Linked DNA regions of Mus musculus: region 1 is linked to region 2. The links are chromatin contacts, called in public Micro-C maps. All regions are on one chromosome and are shown on one strand. Each heading gives the region's core, a stretch centred on a gene start, on an enhancer-like site or on the middle of the called end of the contact. The rest is flanking DNA. Distances are from core to core; before and after follow the strand shown.

Evidence for each region. Hi-C and Micro-C count contacts between places; a contact is called where the count stands out from the background.
Region 1: a Micro-C map of embryonic stem cells shows a contact between it and region 2. The contact joins the promoter of Klk1 here to the promoter of Klk5 in region 2. A contact is called at or near these places in 1 of 39 promoter capture datasets (the HPC-7 cell line), 2 of 484 Hi-C or Micro-C datasets (bone marrow-derived macrophages and embryonic stem cells) and 1 of 9 other capture datasets (macrophages).

What each region holds. Positions count from the first base shown.
Region 1 is chr7:44,224,054-44,226,753 of GRCm38.p6, forward strand. Klk1 (kallikrein 1) reads left to right here and starts at 1,307. Exons shown (of 5, transcript NM_010639.8): 1 at 1,307-1,471. The coding sequence starts at 1,426. It also overlaps Gm10109.
Region 2 is chr7:43,840,947-43,843,646 of GRCm38.p6, forward strand. It overlaps Klk5 (kallikrein related-peptidase 5), which reads left to right and starts at 1,323. Exons shown (of 5, transcript NM_026806.2): 1 at 1,323-1,442. The coding sequence starts at 1,370.

The DNA.
Region 1 (2,700 bases), core at 57-2,556, 380 kb after region 2:
CACAGAGGCCTAGGACTCACAGGAGAATTAGGTGGCCAATTGATCACCAGCTCCTCATTTACCCTGGATTAGGGCTAGCCTGGTCTTCTTGGAGCTTACAGGGCACACAGGAATACACCCAGGTCAAATGTGCTAACTGCCATGAGAGCTAAAATAGTCTAGATGCTCAACGAGAGGGGATGGGTCTGAAACCTGCAACAGTAAGTAGGTGTCAAAGGCTGGGTATTTCCCCTTCTCTGTACCAGAACGCATGCTGACTTCTTGATGTTTTAAAGTTTGAGACCCTGTGTTGTTTCACTGGCCTGAGTACACTATGTGCACAGTCTAACCTGGACCTCACCAAGATCCACCAGCCCCAGCCTCCTAAGTTTTGGGATCAAAGGTGTGCACCAAAATATGCAGCTGCCAAGCTGAACCCTTAATGAGGCTCCTGGGGGGAAGTGACATTTTCTGGTTGCTGTTTCTTGAGAAAGGGTCTCAAATAAGCTGGGATGAGCTAACCTCAAAATATAGCTCAGGATCTTGGAAATGAGGAAGAAAATAGTCATTGTTATCCCAACACTGTTCAGGGTGGGTGACACTCCACTGTAGAATAACCTGAATTCTCTTATTCTTGAATCAAAGTGTCAATGGACCATGGTAATGTGCACCATAACTTTCATTCATTTTATTTTATTGGTTATTTGGAAACAGCACTATATATTACCCTGCTGTCTTGAAAGTCACTATGTAGACTAGGTTGGTCTACATCATAGAATACTAGAGCCTAAAATCACACAGATAAACCTGCCTCTGGCTTCAAAGTGTTGGTACTGAAGATTTGCACCACTACACCCAGCTCTCAAACCTCTCATGAAACAATAAAATCAGTAACCCAGAGTTCCAAGTCCAAAAAGGTAATAATTTTGGCATTCTCAAAAAAAAAGTATTTATATCTGCAGAGAGCCTGCAGCCCTTGTGGCTATCAACGGCAAAGAATTTCTACTAACTGCTGGTTTCTAGGGTAACCTTGGACTAGAGGTATATGACCTTGTTTAGAGCAGTGGATTGGGGGTCACTGGCTCCTCCACCTTCCTTTCACACCCCTTCACCATTGCCCCTGACCTTGCCATCTGCCTTAGGTCACCATAACACTAACAGCTCCAGGAGCAACAGGACCTGCCCCACCCAATCTCAGACCTGGGAAGGTATCCAAGGTGACCTAGGGCCCACAGGAGAGCAGGTGCAACAGGGCCCTCCCCTCCCACAGCCATGAGGGTGGGAGAAGGGAGTACAACTCTGTCAGGAAGGGCAGGGCTTTGGCCAACATCTGGCTGCCAACACGGCAGGGGTGGGGCTGTGGGGGAGAATGAGGGTTTTTAAAGGCTCCCCAGGAGCCTCTACAGCTCCAAGATCACTGCCTGCAGCTCCTGGACTCCTGTTACCATGAGGTTCCTGATCCTGTTCCTAGCCCTGTCCCTAGGAGGGATTGGTGAGATAAGGGAAGGGGGAGGGAACAGAGCCCTGACTCTCCTGCTGCCTTTGGCCCTAGACATCCCTTTCCCCCTTGCCCCTCACCCCAGCTACATCATGAGTACCTGCTCCTCCTTCTCTGCCCTGTACACTGCCAGGTCCCTCACATTCCTTTTTCCCAGGAAAGGCCCCTGTTCCTTCCCATTTTCCAGAACTTTCTCCTCTTCCTTAGACACCTGATCATTTCTGAGCTTCTCCAGTCTTTCTAAGGAACCCAACCTCTTACCAACCTTAGGACCTCAGATGTCGCTCAAGTTCATTGCTTTTCCTAGAGCCTCATAGCCCAAACCTTGAATCAGAGGCTTGTCTAAATCCCCCAATAGCACCTTAGGCAGTTGCAGCAGCTGCCAGCCTTCAGCTGTGTTGTCCACATGCTGACAACTGGTCCCCCATCATCCCAAGTTGCTCAGTTTCTACCAAAACTTTCACTTCTCAAATTGGCTTGTGACATAAGATGGTCCCCCCTGCCCCCTGCTTTCTGGTGTGGGGAAAATGTCCATGTCCCTTCTCAATGGCTTTTTTGGTTTAGTCTGGGTTTTGTAAGAGGAGTCAGGTAGCAGACGCCAGATGTGGATATTAAGTATCTTAACCAATCACTCGCCACCTGAGACTGGGTCTCTCACTGTATAGAGAGTTCCTGTTAGGCTAAGATGGCTGTCCAGCAAGCCTCGGGGGAATCCTCCTGTTTCCACCTCCCCAGCTCTGGGGTTACAGGTGCACAGCATCACACCTGACTTTTTCCCTGGGGTTTGGAAGGTTCTTCTCCGGTCTTAATACTTACACGGCCATTCCTGTAGCAACCAAGCCATCTCCTGCCAAGGTCTTGGGAATAAGTTCTGAGTTTGTGTCTCATGATGTAGCCCAGGCTTGTCTCCAGTCCATGGCAATCCCTCTGCCTCAACCTGCTGTGTGCTGGGATTACAGAGAAGTGCAGCTATGCATAGCTTGCCAAGATTTCCTCTTTTTCCAAATGCTATGCCTTGGCCTCCTCTTCCCCCTCATGCCGCACTCCCTGCACCACAGGCTCCTGTGCTTTCTCATCAGAGCCCCATAGCACAGCTCTAGTTCCCACTCTGTGCAGAACACCCCAAAGACCCCAATGCCTAACCCTAGTACCTCACATCAGTGTGTCTTCCTCTGCTCACAGCGGCCTGACTTGCTTTAACTCCTTTTCTACTCCTGTCCAGA
Region 2 (2,700 bases), core at 73-2,572:
CAGACAGGGAGGGGTGCCACTCTACTCCCCATCCAATGCCCCATTTCCCAAAGCGCTTGGAGCCACCCACCACTGGTCCTGGCTCTTGGCCTCTTTTCCATTAACAGGTTGCCCTGCCCAATTGTGTCATCCATGTCTGGCTGTGCAGGCTGGACCTGGGCACCTAGTGGGGGCAGCCTGCTTCCCTAGCTCTTGCTGACCCTTGGCCTAGGACCTTCCCATAGGTGGTGGGAATTGATCCTGGGGTTTCTTCTACTGATGGCTTTGTCTCACCTGCCCGAATGACAGGGAGAGGTATAGGGAGACAGAAAGGAACAGAGAACCAATATTCAGAGACATAAACATGAGGGAGATGAAGATGAGAGAGACGGAGAGACAAGACAGATGGGGAGACAGAGGGATAAAGACAGGGAAAAGCACAGACACACACAGAAAAAGAGAGAGACATAAGGAGAAAAGGGGGGCAGTACAGAGACCAAGAAAGTCAGTGACAGAGAGACAGATACATAGGAGGCAAGGGCAGAGAAACACACAAAAGCAGACAGACACGGGGACAGAGAGATGGGGAGAAACACACTGACAGAGAGACTCATTGACAGACTCTGAAAGGTCCATAAGGGTAGACAGCTAGATCACAGGTAGAAGAATTTTACAAACAGAGCTGGATGAATGAGAAAGGAGACGGCGGAGTTGTAATGAATGAGTGAATGTGACTCGGGGAGAAAAAGGAACATTAGAAATCCTTGCTCGGGAAGAGTGCCTGGGAGCTGGTGAGGTGCCAGGCATGAGGAGGGCCCAGCCTGATCTGAGGACCCCTCCCCATCCTTGGGGCCAGGGAGGGAGGGAGTGGCGCTCAACACTGGGTGGGGGGTAGAGGGGAGGAGAGGCAGGAAGAGTGAGTGCTGGGGCCCAGACTGACAGGAACCTCACTACCTGGGAATGTGCCCCAGGGACCAGTGGGTGGTTATATCACCAGGTGCCAGAGCAGAGGAGGAGGTGGTGGCTGGAAGGCTCAGGCCAGCTTGAGAAGTCTGAAGCTATATTGGGAGCCAGACCCCACCACCCACCGCTCAGGGAACAGGGGCAAAGTGGCAGGGGAGGCCCGGGCAGGGTCTCAGCAGGTAAGGAAAGAGAGGGAACCTGATTTGGCTCTGTCTTATCTTGGATTCACCCCACCCGCCTGCCTCTCTTTGCTGTCCACACTTACAGGGACTGTAAGATGCTGATAGTCCCTCCCCTCCACTGCCGGTCCCTGAGTGCTAATGGTGAGGCAGAGATGGTGATGAAAGTGGAACACACTCCCAGAACCACCTAGGCCTCTCCAGAACCACTTAGCCTCGACCTTTATTTCTTACCAGGTGCAGCGGTCATGGCGAGGACCGGACACCCCTGGAAATGGGCAATGGCTACCCTGATCACAACCCTGGTTCTGGGGGTCTCAGGTAACCAGGGGTCCCCTAAGTGTGTGGGGAGGACTGCCTTTGTGGAGTACTGGGTGTGTCTCTAGGACCAGGTGAATGTGTGTCTGTGCCTCTGTGGTTACACAATTAAATGTAGGCCCCATGGCTGTTTATGTATTGCGGAGAAGGAAAGAGCTTTTATGTTTTTCATTTATTACTATTTTTAAGACAGAGTCTTGCTGTGTAGCCCAGGCTGGTCTAGAACTCACTATTTAGACCAAACTGGCCTTGAACTTGTGGCTAATTCTCTTATATTTGCCTCCTGAGAGGTAGAATTGTAGTTGTGTGCCATTGTATGTTTTCGCTGTTATTGGTTTGTTTGTTTTTTTAATCTATCTTATGTATGTATTTGTAAAGATATTTTGCACTATGCATATGCCAGTGCCCAAGGAGGCCAGAATAGGCTTCAGTTGGACCTGCAGTTGCAGCTGATTGTGAGCTGTCATGTGAACACTGGGAATCACACCCAGGTCCACTGCAAGAGCAGTCAGTGCTCTTAATTGCTGAGTCATCTCTCCAGACCCCTTATTTTTAATTCTTGATACGAATCTCATTTTTTTTTTTAGCCCAGGCTACCCTAAAACCTGTTCTATAGCCCAGGTTCTATAAACTATAGTTCTATAGTACTAGGGCTCTCCTAGTACTCACTGTGAAGCCCTGGCTGGGTTTGAATTATAGGCAATCCTCCTGCTTCAGCTTCCCAAGTTTGAAGATTACAAGTGTGAGCGATTCTGCTTGACTTGTGTGTGTCCTTGTCCCCTGTCAAGAGACTGCACAGCAGATGGTACCGACCCTCTGAGACTTTGTGTGTAGTTGGGTGTCCATGCATTTCAGGTCATTTTGGCACTGCAATTGTGTGGGTGTGCGGCGCATTCCAGGTTGGTGCAGATGTTACTGCACATTTGGCCCCTTGTGTCTGCTGCACCCCAGGGTCTATGTCTGGAATGCAGTGCAGCTCAGCTCTTGACCGTGAAAGCGCATGACCCTCGTGTTTGCAGATAGCCCTTTCCAAGTGCATAGCTGTGTCTGTGACTGTAGTTGTGATCCTATGACAGTTCGAGGTTTACATTTGGGGGGGGGCTGTGTGTTTGGGGACCTGCAAATGCCACTGGATGTGTTCTCATGCCACTGTATCTGGGGTTCCTGACCCTGCCTAGAGAAACTGAGAAGTGACTGACCATAGCTACTGAGATGGTTTTCTTGCACTGTGCCATGCTGGAAATTGAGATACAGATGTCCT